3 separate regions of the Rattus norvegicus genome follow, and regions 1 and 2 are each linked to region 3. A link is a contact called in public Hi-C and HiChIP or PLAC-seq data. All regions are on one chromosome and are shown on one strand. The core of a region is the stretch at or near the end of the contact, and the rest is flanking DNA. Distances in the headings are between cores, read along the strand shown.

The links. A called contact is a pair of places that touch in the nucleus more often than the background predicts. HiChIP or PLAC-seq counts read pairs in DNA pulled down with a chosen protein or histone mark.
Region 1: a contact with region 3 is called in a Hi-C map of the A7r5 cell line, with 2.7 times the contacts expected there. The contact joins the promoter of Sp140 here to the promoter of A630001G21Rikl in region 3. A contact is called at or near these places in 3 of 12 Hi-C or Micro-C datasets (the A7r5 cell line, liver and mammary epithelial cells).
Region 2: a contact with region 3 is called in an H3K27ac HiChIP or PLAC-seq map of oligodendrocytes, with 9 times the contacts expected there. The contact joins the enhancer-like site here to the promoter of A630001G21Rikl in region 3. A contact is called at or near these places in 12 of 12 Hi-C or Micro-C datasets (the A7r5 cell line, the Rat2 cell line, Schwann cells and 7 more) and 1 of 1 datasets of contacts at active chromatin or transcription factors (oligodendrocytes).

What each region holds. Positions count from the first base shown.
Region 1 is chr9:93,671,159-93,674,237 of GRCr8, forward strand. Sp140 (SP140 nuclear body protein) reads left to right here and starts at 1,424. Exons shown (of 23, transcript NM_001012133.1): 1 at 1,424-1,917. The coding sequence starts at 1,886. It also overlaps a transcript of Sp110 not described here.
Region 2 is chr9:93,652,113-93,655,206 of GRCr8, forward strand. Sp110 (SP110 nuclear body protein) reads right to left here. Exons shown (of 13, transcript NM_001034137.1): 10 at 2,897-2,977. Among named protein-coding and RNA genes, the nearest start is that of Sp110, 17 kb to the right of the region's middle. Within about 2 kb of position 1,384, at least 15 of the 93 cell types and tissues checked have an H3K27ac peak or open chromatin away from gene starts, as enhancers often do.
Region 3 is chr9:93,851,787-93,854,878 of GRCr8, forward strand. A630001G21Rikl (RIKEN cDNA A630001G21 gene like) reads right to left here and starts at 1,629. Exons shown (of 5, transcript XM_063268166.1): 1 at 1,469-1,629.

The sequences.
Region 1 (3,079 bases), core at 174-2,673, 180 kb before region 3:
ATTCATTAGGATCAGTATGTGAGAAAATTGAAGTAAAACAAAAGGCAACCAAGTGACTCTCTAATGAGAAGTCTTCAATTGAGAAGTGTTCTGAGTAATATTTCCCAAGTGTATTTAACCCACGAGGCCCCCCACCCCCACCCCAGGACATCCATGAAGCCTCTGGGGCTTTAGATTTGAACCAAGGCTGGCCCTCCACAGGACAGAGTCTCTGTACTTCCTATGGGGACATATACCAATGGTAGAATTTGCAGTCAAGTACAGTCAGAGCAGTAGGCTTGGCGCAGAGTGTCTCAGGGATGGGGACTGAGGGAGGAAGGAAACAAGGCAAGTCTGGTTAATACAGTGTGTGTGTGTGTGTGTGTGTGTGTGTGTGTGTGTGTGTGTGTGTCTGTATGTCTGTCTGCACAAGAATCACAAGTATGCTTATGAGCCAGAAAATTACCCACCCTCGAGAAACCTTTAAAGCAGGAAAAACTCTTACATCAGACAGATGTGAATAAGGGCAAAGGTTTTATTGGGAGCCGCACATACTGAGAACACGGTAATGATGGTAAAACCTCACCTGGCTGGTAATTCCCACCAAATGAGAGCCTATTAGAATTACCCATTTTTAGCACGGTTTTATTAGATACGTAAGATGCCTTCATTTAAAGTGATGATTTTGGTGAACTTTACCACATATTATCATGCCACAGTGATCACACAAGCCAAGTCCTCTGCCCCCCTAAAATCCCCTTTCTTGGCAGAAAACCCCTTCCCAGATTCCAGCCCTAGGGGAACCATGGATTGGTGGTTACACAGCTAAGTCTGGCCGGGGTGGAGATGTCTATAAATGAAGATGACCTTTTTTGGTATGTGGTTTCATTTGCATCCCTGTACTCTTGGGACCTGTTGCTGCAGGAAGTAATTTGTTCCTCTTTAGCAGAGGTCTGAGCCTGGAGCCCTGCACAGGCCCTCATCCCTGGCCACCTTATCTCTGACTCAGTTTTGCCTGCATTTCCAGTCTTCCGTTAGTTGTTTTTGTTTGTTTTGTTTGCGTCCTCAGTCCTGTTTCTTATCTTTTCACGCAAGCTAGTTTCTCACACGGAAGGAGAGTGGCGCTAAGTGCAAAAGGTGTGCAGAATAAATGTAAGGCACCCCTTCTTTAAAACTGTATTGTCCCTGGCTGAAGCCTTGACTGTGACCCACTTCCAAATTCCACGAGATGCCTCTGGTTCTCAAGACCACGGTGAAGTTGCTGGAGCCCTGTCTTGCTTCACTGTCAAGGTCACACCTATGCAAAGCTGTCCCGCCCTGATTCTCTGCACTTGCCTTTGGTTGGTGGAAGTGTGTGGGTGGGGATGAGGGGGGAGGTCTCTCACTCCAGCTTACATTAAAGTCAGAAGCTCGGAAACAAAGCCACGCCTTCTGGCTTTTCCTACTCTGCTGTTCAAATATCAGATGCCACCTCCTCTGGTTCTGACTCAAGGGGCTGCCGGGACAGCCACAGGCCAGAGAGACTGCGGACGACCTACTCTTCCTCATCCTTCCAGGCACCACCCAGCAAAGGGCAAAGGAGTTCCTTCCTTTACTAACCAGCCAGCTGGCCTCAGACAGCTAGGAGCTCTTAGCTGAAACAAACCCTCCCACCTTCTTTCCTTGGAGGGCAGCAGGGGTCCCAGGTTTCTGGGGACTTGGGCTGTCTTTGCTCCTCCCCTGTGGGGCAGAGCCTAGTGGGGGCCAGTGCGTTAGTACAGTGATGTCATAGTTGAACAATTTCACTTTCCTTTTTCTCCTCTTTGGAGGGCTCCGAAGGAGTTCTCTCTGGGCTTCCCAGAGTCTCAGAGCGGGGGTTCAGTCTGCCCTGAGCCAAGTTCAGGGTCCCTTGGGGTCTGCGTAGGGGATGGCAGGAGGAGACAATGGACTCAGCAGCAGGTAAGTCCCATCCTTTCTCTTGTCTCTTGTCTCTGCTAAGATCTGTGTTGAAATGTGTTACTAGGGCCACCCAGGCTGGGACCAAGGCCCACTGATATTTGAGACTGAGCTCATAAGGACACGAAGAACTGGGAAAAGCAGGCTTCATCGCGGGTAGGCTAGCTGTCAGAGAGTCCTATGGTTACCCCCCAACTCACCCCACTTCATTTCCTTGCTCCTGTCCCAGAGCTTGTCTGGCGCGCTGTGGCCTTCCGGTGTGGACTTCCTGGGAGCTCTTGTAGGAGTGGCTGGTTCACTGTGACTTCTGGCCTCTCATCTCTTTCTAACCCTCACTCTAAAGGACAGCTCTGTCCAAGGAAGATCATTTAGAATAAGTTCAAACCTGATCCTGTCGGTTGCCAGTCTTCCCAGGTTAGTGGTTGTGGACAGCCCTGGCCTGAGCCCACATGTCCTACTTAGGTCAGGTCCGGGAGTTTCATCTCTCAGTTGGAGGAAGTGAGAGGGAGGAGGTGGGGAGTGGGTGTTGCTCTTAACCCCTTCTATTCCTGATGGTTACATAGCTGGTTAGAAATAGATGCAAATTCGCTTTGTCTCTCTGTCTCTCTGTCTCTCTGTCTCTCTGTCTGTGTCTGTGTCTGTCTGTCTGTCTCTCTCTCTCTCTCTCTCTCTCTCTCTCTCTCTCTCTCTCTCTCTCTCTCTCTTCCCCCGCATGCGCATGAGAGGAGAGATGGCCCAGGTTTAAGCACTCATACTGCTTTAGTAGTAGACGTCCCCAGCACCCATCCCAGGCTTCTAACTGCCTCTGATGCCCAACTCCGATCAGACACCCTCTTCTGCCTTCCATAGGCGCTGTATTTACATGCAGGAAACACACCGAGACAGACACATATATACATAATTCAAAATAAAAACAAAAAAGATGAGACGAAGGTGTATGTAGCTAATTGCCCTCCAACAGGGACTCTCTTGGGGCAACTTCTGGTCCTGCAGACATCTTAAGAAAGCATCACTTCTCCGTGACGTTTGGTCAAGGCCACTAGTGATACCAACAGCATGCTGTGTCTTTTGGGAGTGAGTGGGGTGGTTCATTACTGGCTCAATGTCTTTCTTATAAGCCTGTTGAAGTGATCTGTCTCTCAGAGTGTGAGTGTGTGCTGTTTCT
Region 2 (3,094 bases), core at 134-2,633, 200 kb before region 3:
AAGGAAGCAATTAAAGATAAAAAACAATTTCCTGATGTGAAAAGCTTCTATGGAGGAAGGCTGATAAGGAAGGGGAGAAATGGAATGGAAAAAAACCCCTAATTAGTCACCCAAAGACCAGCTCATGGATGCTTCCAAAACACAGGGAGACATGCTAAGGTGATGGTTACACCCAAGAAGGTGAAACACCAGGGATGACCTGTGCACTTTATGACCCATGGACCAAGGGGGAGGGTGGAAGTGGGGTGGCTGGAGGTGTCCTAGACAGATTAAGAACATCAAGAACTGCATCATTCATTCCGGCAAAAAGAAGGCAAGGATCATCCATGTAATACATGGGGTGAGTGGCTCAGACGTGGGGACAGTGAGGAACAGTGACAGTGTGTGAGGAACTGGCCCAGGATGCAGACGAGTTCTTTCTCTGTCATCCAAAATGTCTCAACAGGAGGAAGGTGCCAGTTGATGGGGTGTGTGGCGCCTCCTAGGTTGCCCATGCTCCAGCGGATGGCTCCATACCCAGAATTAATTGGATTCAGTGAGAGATGAACATGGGAGGGGGATGTGCCGGAAGTCAGGGGAAGCTGTAGGAGGAAAGAGGAAGTGGGCTTGACCAAAGCAGACTGTATATATGCATGACTTTTTTGAGACAGGGGCTCTCCGTGTAACGGTCCTGGCTGTCCTGGAACTTACTATGTAGACCATGCAGGCCTCAAACTCAGAGATCAGCCTGCCTCTGCATGTATGATTTTTTTTTTTGGCTTTGAAGATTTATTTATTTATTTTGTATATGAGTACACTGTAGCTGTCTTCAGACACACCAGAAGAAGGCATCAGATCCCATTACAGATGGTTGTGAGCCACCATGTGGTTGCTGGGAATTGAACTCAGGACCTCTGGAAGAGTAGTCAGTGCTCTTAGCCGCTGAGTCATCTCTCCAGCCCCATGTATGACATTTTTAAAGGATAAAGGAACGTATAGTTTTTAAAATGCTAAAATTGGCTCAGTAATACTCCTAATAGTGCAAGCACCCTAGGCCAACCTAGAAGTCATAGCTCATGGTAGACGCTAAGCCGAGGGACAACAGTCAGCATAAGCCTGGGTTCCTGCTTCCTCAAGTGTTTCATAAAAAAGGACTAAAGAGGCATCTGGGATTTTTCGCTTTTTCATTGTAAAGACAAAAAGCATTCAGAAGCACCTACGTGGATCTTAGCTCCTTTGAATCTTTTACCTTTTTACTTGAGTCCGATCATGACGATCAGATGGCAATACGATGGGCAAGCGCTTTGTTAATATACCAACTTATCTCATCCGAGCAAGCCTCTGCATAAGGTCCCGGAGAAACAATCCGCCGTAAGCGCAGTTCAAGAACATTCCAGCAGAGGGCAGCATAGTCCTTGGTACGGACATTCATAGTGTTCTGGCATCCTCCTTGTTCTGATTCGTTAGTTGTTTAAGTATAAACAGAGGCACAGAGGAGCCGGACACAGGACAGAAAACAAGACTGATCCACTCCTGACTTCAAATGCCTCTCACACAGTAAACAGGAGGCACACAGACAACTAACCAAAACTCTGAAAGAGCCGTGACGAGAACTCCCTGACAGCAAGTTACATGTTGGAGACGTATGCCCTGCCCCTGCCCCTGCCCCTGCCCCTGCCCCTGCCCCTCCCCCGCCCCCGCCCCCGCCCCTGCCTTGAAGGTAATTCCTTGTAGAAGCGATACTTATTTAAGGTAGTTCATATGGGTGTGGAGCAGAGAGGGAGCAGGAAGTTGAGATTTGTGGTGAGTATGAGGAAGAGGTGGTAGTGGTGGGGAGCACACTGTGCTCCGCGCTAGCTCGATAGGGATTAGTCTGCGGCCTGTCTTAGGAAAGGACAATTATAATGCTGACTAAGAAAAGCCAAAAGGAAGAACTGGAATCAGCAAAGCAGTGAGATGCTGGCTGCTACTGGGAACTGGGAGAGTGTCCGAGTTGCAGGAAAGCACGGAACATGGATGAGAATCCCCAGTGGTCTGCAAACCCCGGTTGTTCAAATAAAAATAAAGGAATAAAGAGAAAGGCAGAGGGAGAGGAAGGGGAGGAGAGAGATTGTGGGGGAAAAATAGAAGACCTCAGAGCTACGTAGGTGCTTGTTTCTTAAGGTAAGCAGTAGCTTTTGTGGGCCAGAGATGCGTGGTGGGACCAAGAGTTAGCGCTGATAGTAATGGGGCTTGCTATGTAAATCTGGCAATTTTAATCGGATTCCAGGAGCTCAAATAAAGGTGCAAGGAGAGACCAAACTCTGCAAAACTCATTCTCTAACCGCCGCATGCACCCTTTGGCCCACAAGTCCTTTCATAACGGTGCAGGTTGCTTATGTGTAGTGTTATGTCTGTATGTGGGTGTTTTGTTTTGCTTGCATGTTTAGCTGTGTACCACAATCATGCCTAGTGCTCCTGGATGCCAGAAGAAGTCATTGTATCCCCTAGAGCTGGAATTTAGGACAGTTTCTAGCCACCATGTGGATGCTGGGAGTCTGAAAAAGCAGCCAGTACTCTTAACTTCTGAGCTGTCTGCCCCGAGACTGGATTTCTAGAAACAACCCTGACTCACAAGCTGGAGATTTTCAGTGTAGGGCAAGCAATATTCTCAAGCAGATTCTCAGCAGCAGTGATGCTGTCCTCAGTGGGGGCAAACATTTCCCCCTTTCAGGAGGGGAAAAAGATAACACCACACACACACAGTCCATGCCTGTCTATCAGTAAGTAGTCTTAAGCTATCATGCATGGGAAGGTTGTGGTGGGAAAACAGACACCCAGAGGGCTCCTTGGGCAGTGAAAGCCTGGCTTAGAGAGTGCTGCTGTTAGTGTGGGCGCCTGCTGGCTGCATCCTGAGACCCAGGCTCCCTATCCTTACCGTGTATGGTTCTTCCTGCTGTGTGGGGCCTCTTCTGAGGCCTCTTTCTAGCCCTTGGTTTTGATGCTTCCTTGCTGATCTCTAGAAGAAAAAGGAAGAAATGTTATTCCTTGCCTGTGGACGCTCCATGAGAAGTCTCCCAACCTCACAGGGCCTCTCATACTTCAGAGCCGAGCACTGCAGACTCTAGGCTGCCTC
Region 3 (3,092 bases), core at 379-2,878:
ATAAATACAGTACCTATGTATAAAATTCAAAAGCACTAAACATTTCAGTTAAGTCTTAACATCCCTGCTGAAAACCCACTATGTCTGCTCATGCTATCTCCTGGCTATCCCTCTTCAATCCATTTGCCAGCCCCCATGCCAGAGCACCCCGCTGCCTTGATAACTGAAGGTTTGAAGAATGTTTCAGAGATGGAAAGTACATCGGTCTGTATTCTTCTCTAAGACTGTTCTGGCCCTGCAGGGACCCCCCCCCCCATATGACTCTGAGGTTTATACCTCATTTTAGTGGGGGCGAGAAGACCCAAACTATTAGAATTTGGTGGGAAAGGCTGTTGAACATTCTATAGGAGGAGGTGTGCTGAATCTGTAATCCTTTTGGATAGTGTTAACAGAGGGGACAAAGGTAAAACGGGACCCAGACAGAGCAAAGTCTAGGCAAATCCCCCAAGCTTTCTGTTCTGCCGGGTTATAGCTTCTACAAAGAAGCAGTGCCTAAAAAATAATGCTGAGTATTGGCAAAGGAAGATTTCAGCCTCCTTGCCCTCCTTCCTCGATTTGACCACTACTGGGTGTAAAGAGGGGATGGGCTGGGCAGTCAGGGTCTGAGTACACTTTTGAAACTTAACAGTTTAACAGAAAACTAAACCAGGAATTCAACTTGGGTAAAGAGGAAGTGCTAGGCCTTCATTCTAGCCCTTAGCTCTTCCCCTAAAAGGAGAAGAAATTGCTAGGGTCCTTTCCTGAACTCTAGTGGGTCCACTCTGGACTATACCACTGGTGCGGTTAAAAATAAACAAATACATATAGACAGCTTCAGGGGCTAGCAAGTGTCCCCTCCACTGCCTGCCACCACCCGCCTCCCAACCCCCACAACCACAACCCCACCTCAACCCACCCCATGAGGAGCAGGGCAGGGCACTAAGGGGAAATCAGTCTGGGGCCAGACTCCACCCCTCCGGTACCCTTCCCTCCCAGGAGGAGATGACCTCAAGATGGGTGTTCCACAGAGGCTGGTAAAAATGGCTCCTGTCCGACCCTCTTACAGGAAGGAGTACAGGACGCAGCGGCCCAAGCGTACCACTTTGGAACCCTTTGAGATGAGTAATGAGAGTTCCCTCACTCACATCAGTGCTTCCTTGAGAGTTTCATCAGAGAAAAATGATCATCTCATGCCAGGAGAGGAAGCTAGAAGTCAACTCTCTCAGAAAAACTCTGTCTCAAGCCACCATCCCTTCTGTCTGGTTGTTTTTCCGCCTAAACCACTTCACAGGCTGCCTTTGGCCCCTCTCCCTTCCAAAAGGATGCCTTAAGCACCTCTCTTGTTCCTTAGTAAGTTTGCTTTCTGTGATGCATTAACCGATCTGGTGTCTGACTATTTCATATACTCGCTTAAGAAGTCCTCTGGGAGCCAAGGCCTCTCTCCATCCTCGCCCTCATCCCATCTCCCAGCTCCTCCCCAGTTAGCCACCTTCGGTCTGGGAGAATCCGCAGGGAACGCTTCAGCCTTTCTCCCGGCGTCAATTCTGGTCAATAACAAGTCCAGAGAACATAAAGCAGAGCGAAAGCTAGGCCCTCGAGCTGGGGTGGGTTTTAGTAGGTGATTGAGGGAAATTCTAGTGAAATTTGCATCCCCCACCCCCCACCCCCGCCGCCGCGGCTTTCCCTTTCCCTCTCTCTGGTCTCTGCAAAGTCTATCCTGCCCTCTGGTGGTAGCACTTTGTTACTGCATAGTCACCTTTAGAAATAGAGGTTTGAGTGGCCTTCAGCCTGAAATGTTTGGCCCATAATCATTTTTAGCTTTCCAATTTTTGGAGATTTGATGATATTTGCTTTACGCATAATGACATATTTTGAAGACGGGACCTGTAGCAGTAACTTTTCTGCTGCTGTGATAAAAAGACCACGGGCAAGGCATCTTAAAGGAGAGTTATTTGGGCTTTTACGGTTCCAGGGCGGTAAGAGTCCTCCGTCGTGGCAGGAAATCTTATCAATCAGTGGCAGTCATGGTACAGGAACCACGGAGCTCAATCTCTAACTGCAGGAATAGAGAGAGGGGGCTGGAAATGATGTGCGGCCTTGAAACCTCAAAGCTTACTTCCTCAAAGTACTGCCACGTCTAATCTGTCCCCCAAACGGCACCTTAGTCTGGAGACCTCACGCTCAACCACCTAAGCTCATGGGAGAGGGACATTTTCATTCAAATCACCGCACCCAGAAATGGCAGACTTCGTGGAGATATCATCAAAATATTCCCCTAGTAAGTGATCACACACAATGGGCCATCTGCCTGTTTAGAGAGTACTTAAATTACAATGGAGCAAGTTGTCAGAGGTTCAGGAGTCACCCCACAGGCCACAGAAACACCTATCTCAGTTAAACAGGGGTGGTTTATTGAACGCACACCCCAAGACTAATCGACCAGGACGACAGTTCCAAGATACGCCCTGTACATGTCTCGGGACAAGCTCATAACGACTAAGACTACAAAAACCACAATGAGCTGATAGGCAGGAGCTGGAGGTGCTGCCCGGTAACCGGCCCTGACTCAAACCACTTTAGACATAATGGTTCATATTGACCTCTAATTTGATGGGTCCTACTTGAAGCTTATAGTTGTGGAATTTCCTAAGAGTAATAGACCTCCTAACGTACAGAACATAACAGGTTATGTGGTCAGCATGACCCTGCTCTATCTTGAGGTATTTTTCTGCATCAATGGCTGGCAAGCATCTTACAGAAATGATATGAAATAGCTGACGAGCATGGAACAAAATGGCTACAACTGTACAACTGTGTGGGGAGGGGGGGCGCTTATGACGAGTATAAAAAAAAGAGAGAGAAGCCTTTCCTAAGCCTAACCTTTCCTCTCTCCACCCCCTCCAGGCTTGCAGAGACCAAAAAGAAACAATGATACAAAAGAGATGGCACTGAGCAGTTAGTCAACTCTGTGGCCCGAGTGATTACTAAACTGAGTTCTTTCTTATCACTAAAGGAAACGCTGGTGTTGCCAGGGACTTTAACCAGGTCTAGCGGATGTGATAGTGTTCAAGCTATGGTGTTGGAATCTGTGGGTGGCAACCCTACACCGAAGT